Regions from separate parts of the Zea mays genome. Here region 1 is linked to region 2. Evidence: chromatin contacts called from public Hi-C data. All regions are on one chromosome and are shown on one strand. The core of a region is the stretch at or near the end of the contact, and the rest is flanking DNA. Distances in the headings are between cores, read along the strand shown. Region 1 holds the start of LOC100285582 (carbohydrate transporter/ sugar porter/ transporter). Region 2 holds the start of LOC100501835.

What was found. Hi-C and Micro-C count contacts between places; a contact is called where the count stands out from the background.
Region 1: a Hi-C map of ear shows a contact between it and region 2, with 2.6 times the contacts expected there. The contact joins the promoter of LOC100285582 here to the promoter of LOC100501835 in region 2. A contact is called at or near these places in 2 of 25 Hi-C or Micro-C datasets (ear and tassel).

Annotation. Positions count from the first base shown.
Region 1 is chr7:105,447,339-105,454,456 of Zm-B73-REFERENCE-NAM-5.0, forward strand. It overlaps LOC100285582 (carbohydrate transporter/ sugar porter/ transporter), which reads left to right and starts at 3,330. Exons shown (of 3, transcript NM_001413640.1): 1 at 3,330-4,022; 2 at 4,909-5,655; 3 at 5,798-6,723. The coding sequence starts at 3,732. The coding sequence ends at 5,812. TRNAK-CUU (transfer RNA lysine (anticodon CUU)) reads left to right here and starts at 6,594; the gene lies at 6,594-6,666.
Region 2 is chr7:105,125,455-105,133,249 of Zm-B73-REFERENCE-NAM-5.0, forward strand. LOC100501835 reads right to left here and starts at 5,354. Exons shown (of 7, transcript NM_001196486.1): 1 at 4,985-5,354; 2 at 4,786-4,908; 3 at 4,507-4,663; 4 at 4,143-4,232; 5 at 776-865. The coding sequence starts at 4,218.

The DNA.
Region 1 (7,118 bases), core at 2,080-4,579, 320 kb after region 2:
GCATGTACTTAGGGCGTCAGCTCTCCCCCGCTAGACACGTAGCACTCTGCTACACCCCCATTGTACACCTGGATCCTCTCCTTACGCCTATAAAAGGAAGGACCAGGGCCCTCCTAGAGAAGGTTGGCCGCGCGGGGACGAGGACGGGACAGGCGCTCTCTTGGGGCCGCTCGCTTCCCTCTCCCGCGTGGACGCTTGTAACCCCCTACTGCAAGCGCACCCGACCTAGGCGCGGGACGAACACGAAGGCCGCGAGATTCCCACCTCTCTCACGCCGGACTCCGGCCGCCTCGCTCTCTCCCCCCTTTGTGCTCGCCCACGCGCTCGACCCATCTGGGCTGGGGCACGCGGCACTCACTCGTCGGCCTGAGGGACCCCTGGTCTCGAAACGCCGACAAAGCCCTTGATGATACAAGATATGACCATGGCATCATTATGTGGATAATACTTGAGTTGCAGGTCCACTTGAGATAAGATAATTGGGACGTGGGACCATTTGGATTTGATGTAGGGCCCCAGGACCCCAACATTATTGCACCCTTCTTTGAGCTTCCTTCCTATCTCTTGTTGCTTGGTTTGAAGCTTGATCCTCCCATAATGGGGAGAATAAGTTTCCTTAAGCTTGCCGACAAAGTACCGAAGCTTGTCATGGTCTCCATCAAGGTCGTGAATTCACCGGAGGTGGGCACCAATGTTGGTCACTTGTTTTTGACTCCTGAACAAAATCAGAAACAACGCAACACGAATGAATTAATCTTTTCCTCACCCTCCAATTAACTCTTTTTAAATAGGTTAATTAAAGGGAGAAGGTTAAAGATATATAGATAAGAGTTGAATCACAGATGAAGAAATTAAAAGACCAAAATGTTCTGGATAACTCATCTTGAAAACATTTTTATTATTCTTATTATTATTAAATAATGATTACAACCATACATTCGACTTTATAGAGAACAACGTAAAAGGCAAAAGGAGCAAATGCAAGCTTCGTAGGTAGAGCGACTCAATTCTCTCCCTCCTGAAAAACGTCGTCTCGTGCATGGCACTCTACCTCTATTTATAATGTTGAACTAGAGTACAATTTCGTACGAAATTGCATTTATGTCCTCAACCCTATACAAATAAACTACAAGATTAACTGAGGGTGTTGTCGTCTGTTTCTTCATAGTCGTGTTGAGCAAGCTTTGAAGTTTTCATTCTTTGTTTTTGTTGGCACATTTATACTGCAGAGCCGAACCTTTTTGCTTCGTCTTCGCTTGCACGTCACTCCTAAACGAAGGTAATCTTCACCAACCCCTCTGTTATACTTGAAACAAACTTTGGAACATTTGATAAACCAATGTTTTGATTTTGATGGCCTTAGATGAAAGCAGGCTGAACAAGTTCTACACAAGAAAAAAGGTAGAGCATGATTTTAGAAAAAAATGAAACTAGTTTTATATTTTTCTAAGCTAAAATAATTTTGATATTTATTCTAGAAAAAAATGCGTGGTTATTGTTTTAAAATAAAGGTGTTTCTATACTCGTTTATAGAGTGTAAGTGACCTCTGCAAGGTATCACGAAAATTCAATTTATCTTTCTCTGGCTGACTTATTAGCGCTACATAGGAGTGTTGGCCATGTAAGAAAAAAAAAACGTTATCAAAACGGCTCAGAGAGGTTAATTGAACGTTTCAACGGTTAGAGGAGTCTAAGAAAACGATTCTCTAATTGAGAAGTATAAATTAAATCAAACGGACTTTTTTCGGGAAGGCTTCGTAAGTCGGCGCTTGGTGTGACCGCAGATGGTGATATATTAGGTATCAGAGGTAGGACTAGAATTTATGGCAGACCAAAAAGATCACATGATAGCTATGACTTACTAGTTTGCTAAGTCCGTCGATCGTCGGGGACATGTCATATCGTTGCGACGAGCGAGATCTAGCTTGTCGGGCGGAGGTTATATCGTTGCGACGAGCGAGATCTAGCTTGTCGAGCGGATCAACGTCACAATGAAAACAGGACAAGGGACAGAGTTGGCGGTGTCGCATCGGGAATGGGTCGGCGACGAAAACAGGGTAGCGAGCAAACTGGTTTAGGTGATGTCGAAAAGATTAGGATCGGACTGGTAGATGCAAGGACTGGACTGAGAAGATCTGACAAGTAGGCTCATTACAGGGTTGTTCTAGGCCATGTTCTAAACCTATAAAGAAAATTGTTAACTGGTTTTAGCTAGGTTGGGGCATCTAATAACTAATACTTATTTGAGGAGTATAGCCAATAATTAGTTGATTCATTCTAAACCTTTCAGCTAATTTTAGTGACTAACTATTAGTTTTAGAGGTTTAGAACAAGACTTTATACCAGGGGCGAAGCCAGACAACGAAGTTATTGGGGTCACTTTCACTAGATAACAATATATTTGTATAGTATTTTCCAAATTTTATAGGGGTCAGCTGACCCCAACAAATGCCCCCGGCACCGCCCCTGCTTTATACTATCTAAAATTTTGATTTTTTTTTCTACGCTTAACACTAAATAATCATTAGATATAAAAAGATGCGCAAAATTGAGGGGTCATGACCCACTTTGCCTCCCTTTAGATCCGCCTCTAATTAGATCATCTTCAACAACTAATATTTCTGCTCCTAGTTTCTTTATATATTAGAATCCTTCTAAAAGTCTAAATCCCTAAAAAAACACCGAACTCTAACAGCTCCTTAAATATACCCAATTAGAAGAGCAGTCAGCCAATCAAAAACGACAGCACAAGCATCGGCCTCGCACGCACACATGTATCTGCAACACGGACGCGAGCACGCTCTAGAACGTGGGAGTGTGAAAAAAAAACTAGATAGAGGCAGCGGTGGCTCGACCCTAAATTTATATTGCTAGTCTCTAGTTTTGGGGCATCAAAAAAATTGGGAGCACATACATATTAGGAGCGGTTGAACTAGTATTTTTTCATCTTTTATGTCTAAACTATAGTTTTGGAAGTTAATTAGAAGATGTCGAAGATGCTCTTAATTTGCATGGGCTTAGATAGTCAGCACAAACTTTGTGCAAGTTGGGCCAGGCCCATAACGTGTTCGGAAGGCCGAAGTCGACACAATAACGGCACTGGACAGTGTATTCTGACGAGTGGCAGCTAGTAGATAGGCTGGTGGCCGCCGATGGAAACGGAAGCCACGTTCCTCCGGACTGAATATTTTGAGTTTCTATAGACACGTCACTGGTGCTCCGGGACACGCGGAAGCGGAAGCGAAGCAGGCCAAGTCCGGCGAGCTGACTTCACCCCTAGTTGTAGCTGTACTATGCCTCTATCTGTGTGGAACTGCTGTATGGATGATTGTCTCTGTCTTTGACAGCTGGCCCGGTCCCTAAAATCCATCGAAATCCTCCGATTTCCGAAGACGAGACGGATATGCGGTGTGCCAATGTCAAATCTCTGATAGCATTGGTCAATTGACTCGTCCTGAATGCCTCCTCCTAACCTTTGGATCAACAATGGAGGGCGGGGAACGCACGCGTTGCAATTGCAATTGCAACATCCGAACGCGTCGGCGAGCTAGGCGAGCAGATGAACCCCGGTCACTGTTCCCAACATCTCCATCGACGAACATTTCCACGAAAATCTCGCTGCTCTCGCGAAAAAAGGACGCCACCCGCCCTTGCTTGCTCTCCAGTTTGCACCCTGGAGGCAGGTGCAGGGGCGCTCCTCGCCAGCGGGCAGTCAACCGCCCGCGTCGGCCATGGCGGAGGCGGGGAGGCGGACGCTTGCGCTGGTGAACCTGGCGGCCATCATGGAGCGCGCCGACGAGGCGCTGCTGCCCGCGGTGTACCGGGAGGTGGGCGCAGCGCTGGGCGCCACGCCCGTGGCACTCGGCGCGCTCACGCTCTACCGCTCAGCCGTGCAGGCCGCCTGCTACCCGCTGGCCGCCTACGCCGCCGTGCGCTACAACCGCGCCCACGTAGTCGCCGTTGGGGCCGTTCTCTGGGCCGCCGCCACCTTCCTCGTCGCCGTCTCAGACACCTTTGCCCAGGTCCGTTCCCTAGAAAATCCCTGCTTTATCCGGCGGCGTGTTTTCTTTTTTCTCTTTTGGCGTGGGATCTCTTGCCACGAATTTGGTAGGCCACCAGTCCAATTGTGCTCAGCTTTGGATCTGATCATAGAACTATGGTGCGGATTCCAGCGGTATATGCTTCGGTTCACTGCTTTGGTTCATCCGCCGAATAATTCTGTGCTTTGTGCTTTCGCTGTCCAGGATTTACTGGCCAAAAAGATAACGAAGGTTCACTTTAGTTCCCGGTGCGGCTTTGTGCATTACCTTTGAGATGCTATAGCAAACCAAGTTTAGATCAAGATCACCGAAGAAAAAAGTCAACACGGTTTTTTTTTTGCTGTTATTTTTCCGGAGGAGTCAGAATTATTACTTAAATTCAGTTAAAATTTGCAAGTAATGCATTCAATGTGGCTTTATCGAAACATACGAGGAAAGTATAACTGCCATATTCATGGCTGTTAATGGTTGATTTATGTACATAATTATCTGATAACCATGAAATTGGTGTTTTCCTTTTTAAAAAAATGTGTTTTATTTCTTCTCATTTCAAGTTTTGAAGTGGCAACTTTCTCTGTATTTTTCTCCTGGATATAAAACTGTTTTAACTTTCGACCTGTTGTACTCTAATCTGGTTGAATCTCCACGAAATGTCATTGTTCACAACCAAAATTGATTTTGAAGTTCGAAAAAACCTTGAATTTAGTTTGCTTGACATTTTACCGCATCAATTTGCACGCGGTGAAATTTAACTTAAAATAAAGTTTCTATTAGCCCTCAACAGAACAACAGTTCTTTTTTGTATATCTGAGTAAAAGAGTAAAAGATGAGAAGATGTGTGCATGAAAAATGCCTTTTTTTTTAGCAGGTAGCGATAGCTAGATGTTTGAATGGTATTGGCCTAGCACTTGTCACCCCGGCGATCCAATCTCTGGTGGCAGATTGCTCTGATGACAACACTCGAGGCGCCGCATTTGGATGGCTTCAACTTACGGGAAACATTGGTTCAATTATTGGTGGTTTGTTTTCCCTGATGCTTGCACCCACCACAGTCATGGGTATTGCCGGCTGGCGTGTTGCATTTCACATTGTTGCTGTTATAAGCGTTGTAGTCGGTGTGTTGGTTGGCCTATTTGCAGTGGACCCTCATTTCCTCCATGTTGAAAGTGGCGAGCAGCTGTTACGCAAGTCTGCATGGGCAGAGATGAAGGATTTGGTGAGAGAAGCCAAGGCTGTTGTGAAGATCTCATCGTTTCAGATCATTGTGGCTCAGGGTGTCACAGGCTCGTTTCCATGGTCTGCCCTGGCCTTTGCCCCAATGTGGCTGGAGTTGATGGGGTTTACGCACAACAGAACTGGGCTCCTGATGGTAACATTTGCATTGGCAAGCTCACTTGGAGGGCTGTTAGGTGGAAAGATGGGGGATCACTTTGCTACTCGCTTCCCGAATTCCGGCCGAATAGTCCTGTCGCAGATAAGCTCAGCTTCTGCTATTCCGTTGGCTGCTCTGTTGCTTTTGGGGCTCCCTGATAACTCTTCTGGTTCCTTGCATGGACTTGTCATGTTTATCATGGGTCTGAGCATCTCCTGGAATGGTCCTGCAACTAACAAGCAAGTATATTTTCACCTTTTATTTGTTTCATTCGTTTCTGCATTAGTACTTCACTGATCAGGGCATAAAATGTATTTTATGACATGCAAGAGTAGCTCTATGAAATTCTTGAGTGCTGGCAATAATGATTCTATCTAATGTGCAGCCCGATATTTGCTGAGATTGTACCTGAGAGGTCAAGGACAAGCATCTATGCATTGGACCGTTCTTTAGAGTCAGTTCTAGCTTCATTCGCTCCACCAGTTGTTGGGTTTCTAGCCGAGCATGTCTATGGGTACAATCCCGTCCCCTACGGAGCTGCAGATAACAATGTTGGCAGGGATAAATCAAATGCTGGCGCCCTAGCCAAAGCTCTGTACACGTCGATCGCCATCCCTATGCTGCTGTGCTGCTTCATCTACTCCCTGTTGTACCGGACGTACCCACGAGACAGGGAGAGGGCAAGGATGGACTCTCTGATCACTCCAGAGCTCCAGCAGATTGAACTGGAAAGATGTCATGGGCAAGCGGATTATTATTCTGGAAGGAAGGACAAGGACGGCTCTACTGTCTTCGATATGGATTACAGAGGAATCGACGCCTATGATGACGAGAAGGGATTAATCGATCAGCAGGCTAAGCAGAGCGGCAATGTCAAGTGGCACAGGAGTCATTCACAGAATTTGTGACGTTTTTGCCAAAGTATCAGTGCTCTCGGATCTGTACAGAAAACGTGAGTGAGAGTGAGTTACCTCTCGAAGGACGATTACATAGGGTTGTTTAGATAGACTCAGAAGCATCAGAACAATTCGGTTATGTTCAGCATTATATATATATATATATATATATAATAATAGTATAAGACTTTTGGAGGAATATGGAGGTGAATATATATTTGTATTTGATCAGACCGACGAGGCTACTATACAAATTATGTAATCAGTAAAACAAAAATATAAACTGCCCGTCTAGCTCAGTTGGTAGAGCGCAAGGCTCTTAACCTTGTGGTCGTGGGTTCGAGCCCCACGGTGGGCGTTATTTTTGTTCACTGTGTGCTCTTCAATCAATGATCAGAGTTTATATATATTTTGCCAAACGGCCAGAAAGCCCGACACTAATCAGACAACCAACAATGGGTCCGTTTCTGGTCACCAAACTTTTGCTTCTCAGTCTGATTTTGTCGTAATGTAACTATATTATGTGAAAATCGGCTAAATTAACATAAATGTATAATCCATCGAATCGTCATGATAAGAGGAATTCGCTGCTTTCTAAACTCTAAACCTTACGGACCTCTTTATGTTACTTTGCACGTAAGTTCCATAACATCTATTCTCGTGACAACTAAATTATACACGAATCTAGGTTCTTAGAAAAACTCTTCAGAAAAAATTACCATATAGGCCTATAGAGTAGGCTTATAGTGAATGATTATGAGACAACTGGAACGGCACGATGAACAAAACAAACTATAGTGAATGGTCATT
Region 2 (7,795 bases), core at 4,104-6,603:
AGTCGTTCAACATGTCCGCTACCCCGGCATCAACATCGTAATCCTCAACGCGTTGTCTCACCACCTCCTCTCTCGTGCGATGCGCTTCACCATGGAAGATCCACCGAGTATAGTCCGACGTAAATCCATTCTTCCAAATATGTTCTACCATGGCCTTCTTTGGTTTTCTTTTCCGGTTGTCACATTTGCTGCACGGACAAGGGACTAGACTAGCTCCTTTAGCAGCTTCGCCATATGCCCGTTCCACGAAAGCATCGGTCTTCCTAATCCATTCTGGGGTGACATCATTACGTCTTACGCGGCCCGTGTACATCCACTCACGGTCCTCCATCCTCTAACATATATAACCAAGTATAGTTTAATATAGACATGTAATGCATGTACACTACGTTCCTACCTTGTAATAGGTGAGGATAGGTCCTAATCCCACCCGCGGTTGCGTAGATGGTGTTAGTTTCCATGCTCTACTCCGATCCGAGATAGAATTTCGGCAGCACCTCCCCGCTGTTCTCCGGATACACGTCCTGACAGGGAGAGTGTACTGTCCGGAGAACAACAGGGAGGTGACGCCGAAACTCTGTCTCGGACCAGAGTAGAGCATGGAAACTAACACCATCTAGGCAACCGCGGGCTGTCCAAAAAACGTGGACAATTCAAAACTGATACATTTGTAGATATGCAAAGATCTGCATATCTACACCGTATCTCTTTCGAACGGGAGACGCCTAACTGAGTTACGTGATCTACGACCATGATGCGGAAATTGAGGTTATACCTAAGGTGACGGTGCTGTGGCGGGTTGGTGCAGTGGCGACGCGACGCGGTGCAGGCAGACCCGCAGTGGCTAGGAAGACAAGTATCTTCTCTGTAAAAAATAAACAAGCATGTCAAAAAAAAATCGGCAGCACTTCCCCTGTATGGGGAGATTTCCAAAACCTGCAAATAGATCTAACAGCACGATGGCTGACACACACATATACAAACGACACGATGAATGCAAGTCACATCTAAGTGGCATCCATATCCACCATCACACATATTTCAACGGCATCCATATCCATCATCACATTATGCCAAATTAACACAAATAGTATAAACTCTCTAAACACACATACTAAACTAATTAAACTCACGAAAATCACTAAATCCACTAAACACATATACTATAAACTCAATAAATACATACTAAACTATTTAAACTTATTATACTCACTAATGTACGGGTCGGCGATGGCGGCGGCGCGACGATGGTGGCGGGGCACGGCGGTGGGGAGGCCGACGGTGGCGGGGCACGGCGGCGCGACGACCGTAACGGCGCGTGGGGAGGCCGGGCGGCTTGACGGGCGGCGCCGGCGTCGAGCCGAGAGTGTGGGGCGGGCGGTGGGAGCGGGCGGCGTTCGCGGGCGGCGAGGGGCGGGCGAGGGGCGGCGACGAGGGGCGGGCGGCGAGGGGCGGGCGGGCGTGGGGCGGGCGGCGGTGTCGGGCGGCGGTGGGAGCGGCGGCGCCGGGCGGGTTGAAGAGAGGAGGTGAAAGGAGAGAAAGAGAGAAGAGAGCCCGTCGGGCGGTTAAGTTACATTCTTTGCCGAGTGCCCGCGATCCGGCACTCGGCAAAGATTTTTTAAAATTTAAAAATAAACTTTGCCGAGTGTCGGATCGCGGGCACTCGGCAAAGACGCCTTTGCCGAGTGCTAGCTGTAGAGCACTCGGCAAAGATGTGTTCTACAGACTTTGCCGAGTGCCAACCGACAGGCACTCGGCAAAACTGTCTTTGCCGAGTGCTAACAGCACAGCACTCGGCAAAGTATATTTTATTTTTTTTATTTTTGGCAACCAAACTTTTTGTGGTGTGTTCCTACACTATGTAGACCTACAAGTACCATTTTGGTACAATTATAAAAGTGTTTTTATAACTAGTAGATTTAGTTCGTTTATTTGAATTTCTTCGGAAAATTTAGATTTGAACTGCAGGTCACTCGAAACTTGGAAAACCGTGCATGCAAAAATGATATTCATGTTACTTAGCATAAGTTACGACCGATTCCAGGAGCGGACCGGAAACTTCGAGCAACATGCTCACTAAACATGGTCGTGAACTTGCCATCCACATGTTTAAAAATTGTATAAAACACAAACAAAGTCAGAAAATCCTGAAACTTGTCCACGCGTCATGATATCATATGTACAGGCTGCGATAAAAATTTTAGAATGTTTGGAGAAACTTGTGGGACACTATGTGTAGAAACCTCAGAGAACTACACATGAAATCATAGAGTTTCAATGTAGTTCTCTTAGGTTTCTACACATAGTGTCCCGCAACTTTCTCCAAACATTCTAAAATTTTTATCGCAGCCTGTACATATGATATCATGACACGTGGACAAGTTTCAGGATTTTTTGACTTTGTTTGTGTTTTATACAATTTTTAAACATGTGGATGGCAAGTTCACGGCCATGTTTAGTGAGCATGTTGCTCGAAGTTTCCGGTCTGCTCCTGGAATCGGTCGTAACTTATGCTAAGTAATATGAATATCATTTTTGCATGTACGGTTTTCCAAGTTTCGAGTGACCTGCAGTTCAAATCTAAATTTTCCGAAGAAATTCAAATAAACGAACTAAATCTACTAACGATTGAAAACTCTATTAAAATTGTCCACAAATGGTACATATAGGTCTACATAGTGTAGGAACATACCACAATAATTTTGAGAGACAAAATAAAAAAATAAAAATATACTTTGCCGAGTGTCTAGAGCTGACACTCGGCAAAGTACGCTTTGCCGAGTGCCTACTTAGTGGCACTCGGCAAAGAATCCTCTTTGCCGAGTGCCAGCAGTTGGCTCTCGGCAAAGACTGACGGCCGTCAGCTGTGGGACGGCCGCTAACGGCGCTTTGCCGAGAGTCACCTTTGCGGAGTGTTTGACCCTCGACAAACGTGTCGTTGCCGAGTGCGTCCTGTGCCGAGTGTTAAGCACTCGGTAAAGGGGATCTTTGCCGAGAGCCTACATTTACCGAGCGCGGCACTCGGCAAAGCCTTCTTTGCCGAGTGCCCGATAAAAAGTACTCGGCAAAGCCGCCGGCACTCGGCAAAGCCTGCGATTCCGGTAGTGATGGTAGGCAGATAACACAGAGAATTTGTTACTAGAACGATACAACCATGTGGCTTTCGTATCAATAACTCACTATCATAGGAAATAACACTTTCACTTCAAAGGTTTCTAATAAGAAAATAATGGGCTGGAAACTACGGCCAAGTATAAACAATGCAACTAATGTTTTACTTTCAGGTAAAAACAGATGTAAAAAACTAGTTTGTTGATGAAGTATAAACAGGCTAGTTTTGATACGTATCACAAAGTTAAATTAACAAAAAATTAGAAAGTACACCAAGTGGAAATACCCCGCTAAACTAGTTTGTTGATGAAGCAGATGCTTTCTGGGCCTCTATTGTTATCGCCTCAGCAAGGTCTGATGCCTCTCATACTCAGTTCCAAAGCACCTTACTGTCTCCAAATATGGATCTAACAAGTACCTGTAACTTCAGGTGGTCCATGTCTGGAAACATTCATCAACATGGCAATGTGCACAACATGCACTTACATGTTGTGAGAGCTTTCTACAAGATAGTCATGACCAACTTTCTCTACTCTTTTAGGACTAGTTTGGAAGCCACAAAACCGGAGGAGATTGGAGGGGCTACTCTCAAACTAGCCCTTAAAGAAGAAGAAAAAGTCGGCGGGAGAGGGAAAGACCGCTGTCCCGGTATTATATTAAGAAGAGGTCGAAACATGGTCCTGGACGAGAAAATTCCCCAATCTTGGCCCCTATCACTAGCGGGCTGTCATCGCCCACTCTGCAACGGTCTCTAGCCGGAGGGTGGCACACAAGACGTAACTCGGAAACGGACGGGTCCCAGTGAGAGAATTTTTTAACGAAGTCCGAAATTCGCCTCCGAAGGAGATCGAACTCGGACCTGGATGTGTTACTCGGAAGCCTTAACCTGAGCAATCTGTCTTACTGCGCTGATGGGGCCTGTTAGTCCTACTATTCTTGACTCAAACTCTGCCGTTAAAATGAGGTGAATCGTCACTTGCAGCGTACCCTACAATTTTAATGTTTCTGACCACAGTAGCAGAATATCTTACCACTAAAGTATGCCTTAAGCTGAGAAGGTGAATCACGTTGAGGATCAATTGTGATAAAAAGTGGTGTAATCTTCATGCCATACTTTGACTCTAGTAAAAAAAATCAAGCACCACAAACAATTATGAAGGTCATAAATTGATAGCGCACAGATGAATCCAGAAAATTTATTCATCGCAAGCCAATTATAGACTACTGTAATTTTTCCAAAGTAGCTGACACAGAGTAGGTCACAGATGTTTTTTTTTACTGTCAACGGGGGAGAGGAACCCTCACCTGAATTTTTCATTGCCTTTAGTGGCCCACATCATAATGTTTACAAGTGTTTTAGTAAAAAAAAAAAAACAAGAGCACACGAGGCCTTACATTGCCACTATTAGTTTTGCACACCAGACATCAACTACCCAACGCTCTTCAATTTTCATGCGATGCCGCCATAGAAGATTAGCCTATTTCTCCGCTTCCACAAAGCCCAGCAGCAGTGGCGGAGGACGGATAAAAATTTAGGTATGGCTCTACACAACTGGACCGTATAATATTTAGCATATAACCAATTAACTTGTAGAACAACTCGCGATATATATAAAAAAATAGAACATTGTCTAAAATAAGAATAAATCGCTACAAAACATGTAACTGTCATACCTCTGATTTTGCTATATATGTCTTGGAGACCTAGGCAATTGTATTTGCCTATCCTTCTTTTGAAATGCCTTCTTAATATTTTGAAGATCAAGCCCTTTGAACAATCCTCCAAATATATCAACTCTGCAAGTTTGTGACAAACATCAACATTCAAACAATCAAATTATTCAACAGACAAGCAGTTGTTTGCTTTGCTTACTGTTACAGCTCGGAAGGCACAGGCACACAGAGGAGGACCGCGGAAGGCACAGGCGTGGCATGGCCCGCCTGGGCGCGTGGCTGGAGGGCTGGGCGCCTGGCCGCCTGGGCACAGCAGCCGAGCAGCGAACGGCGACTCGCCGGCTCGGCACAGAAGGCCGTACAGCTGGGGCCGCTGGGCAGTGGGCAGTGGGCACAGCGGCGGACCGCGGACGGCGTCAGCGCGTGGCTGGAAGGGCGGAAGGCTGGGCACAGCGGGCAGCGGCGGAAGGCTCGGTCTCCCCTCGATGGCTCGGCGGACGGCGGAAGGCTGGGCACAGCGGGCGGCGGCTGTGTTCGTGAGGGCCAGGCGGTGAGGGTTAGGGTTAGCGCCAGGCTGCCAGCGCGAATGCGGGATATGGAAGCTGGACCGGCGCTCGGCGGACCTGTTTTTATTTTTTGGTATGGCTTGGGCCATAATAGGCCATAATGGGCCCTCCGCCCCTGCCCAGCAGCACGAAGGTATTGAAATGCAGTGCAGGCAGGCTAGGGGGCCGTGAGAAACCAAATGCCAAATGCAGCAGCGCGTGGTGCTCATGGGCTGGTGTCATTACCTGCAGTAGCGAGCACAACTGCTTGGCAAAATCGCAGCGGAACAGGACATGAGGTGTTGTCTCATCTTCTCCATGGCAGACATCACACCCGGCGTCGGGCACGATCCCCTTGACAGCCAGATTAATTCTGCAATTGATTCGTCCACGGCGCGCCAACCATCCAAAGAATTGCACTCTTGGGGGTGCGCCATTCCTCCAGATAAACTTCGCTGCATCATCCATATTGCTCTCATCCCCACACAAGATATGATAGATGGCACTTGCCTATAGCTTGTCCTCAATTGTAGCTGCAAAACACTTCCGGATATCTAGTTAGAGGTTCTATAAGCGCTTCCACCTCTAGCAGATCTTGGGCAGCTTGTGTAGTGAGCCGGGGCACAAGCATGGAAGGAAGCCCTTTGTCGACTACATCGCGCACGCTGACCTCTTGGTCTTTCATGTGGCTTAGAAGTGCAGGAAACCGTATGGCAAGTTCATCATCCCCGCACCATGCGTCATGCCAGAAGGAGGTCCCTCTCTTATCTTTTACCTGCGAGGTTGTGATAGCTCTGTATGTCGGTAGCAGCGAGCGCATCACTTCCCAATGATCACCCACCAACGCTCCCTGTGTGGCAAGACAAACCTGGCTTCGAACCCAGACCGCCCAGGAGGAGCTAGAAGCCGTGTGCAATCGGTGAAGCAGTTTCAGTAGTAAGCAAATGTTTTGGAGCGCCAGTTTCTTGACCCCAAGACCACCAGCAATCTTGCTCTGCTGAACCTCCTCCCAAGCGACCAAGCATTTTGCACCTGTAGCTTGCCCAGTACCTGACCATAGGAAGCCTCTCCTTCGCCGATCAACTTGCTTGATTGTCCCGGGGGCAAGGAGTGAGCTCATGTGGTAGATTAGTTGACTATCTAGCACAACATTCACCAGGACTAGGCGCCCCATTGAGTTGAGCAACTCAGCTTGGCATCCCGCTAGGTACTTATCCATAGGTCATAGATTTGACAATAACTGACAGAAGCCACGACTAAGTAAGCATACTAGCATAGTATTGAAAACATCATTATGAATCACTTGTCAGCAAAAGATAATAGATAATCGAAAACAGCTAAGAAAGGTTGCAGAGAAAGTGAATAAACAGTGGATATAAGCCAATTTCTGTATAAACTGAGTTTTAGCCTTCAAACTAAATATGCTAAACTAAACATAGACATACATTGAGCACATACAGAAAATCATACGCGTGTAACTACATAAGCTGATAATCACAAAATGTGTAAAAATAAATGCAGAGGGTGCTGAGAAAATTTAATACATAATCTTCCAGGAAATATGTACCTAACAGTTTAACAACATCAGCCATCTTCTGAACTTCGGCTGGACCCACATCTGGGCATGATGTATAGCCAAAGTACATCAGAGCCCAATTTCCCCGAAGCTTAGATTCAGTCACCTCATTTTTTTCTGTATCATATAGCTTAAATGGCCCTCCTATTGCAGGTCTATTGGTAGTGCATCTTTTGGGAAAACTGGTCTGTGCTGGTACTTCAGCTGAAAATACCATGATATGAAATGCAAAACAGCAACAGAGACTACAACTATTAGAAAACAAGAATCAATGTAAACCACTTGTTTGAGTTAAGCAACTATGCACCACTAAAAATTGTTTCCGTGCAGTTTCCATTCTTTTCCTCCAATAAAAACTGTACGAGCAATTTGCAAACAGCAGTAGTAATCCCAAGATGTCATGTACACCATTATCGGTACCTAGAAACAGGGGTACCCCTTGTTACAAGGGGAAGGCGCTGGGCCAGCAGAGAAGTCTCTGGTTGCGTGGAGAACAGTTCTCCACCACGCCTCATCAGCCGCCCTGGGGTCGCCACGTGGCGAAGGGAAGAGACGTGCTCCAGATACACGCAGTAGGTCTGGACCTACTCGGTGGAAGGCACCGGACCCCGCGTGTGACGGGTGGACCTCCGAGATGGGTCCCGGATCCCTCCGAGTGGGGTCCGGACTAATCACCACCGGGTCCCGGAATTCTGGGGCAGGGAATACCCGGACCCTGCCCTGGAAGGGGTCCGGGGACGACATGTGTCCAGACCTAGCCTGGTGCGAACCCGACCACGCAACGTCCCTATTCCCTGGTCAGGCGGAGGCCTGGTGCAGTCAAGCGGCCTACTATGCATGACGTAAGCGTACGGGACGGGCCTGACGTAAAGCCGCTGGGCCACGCTGC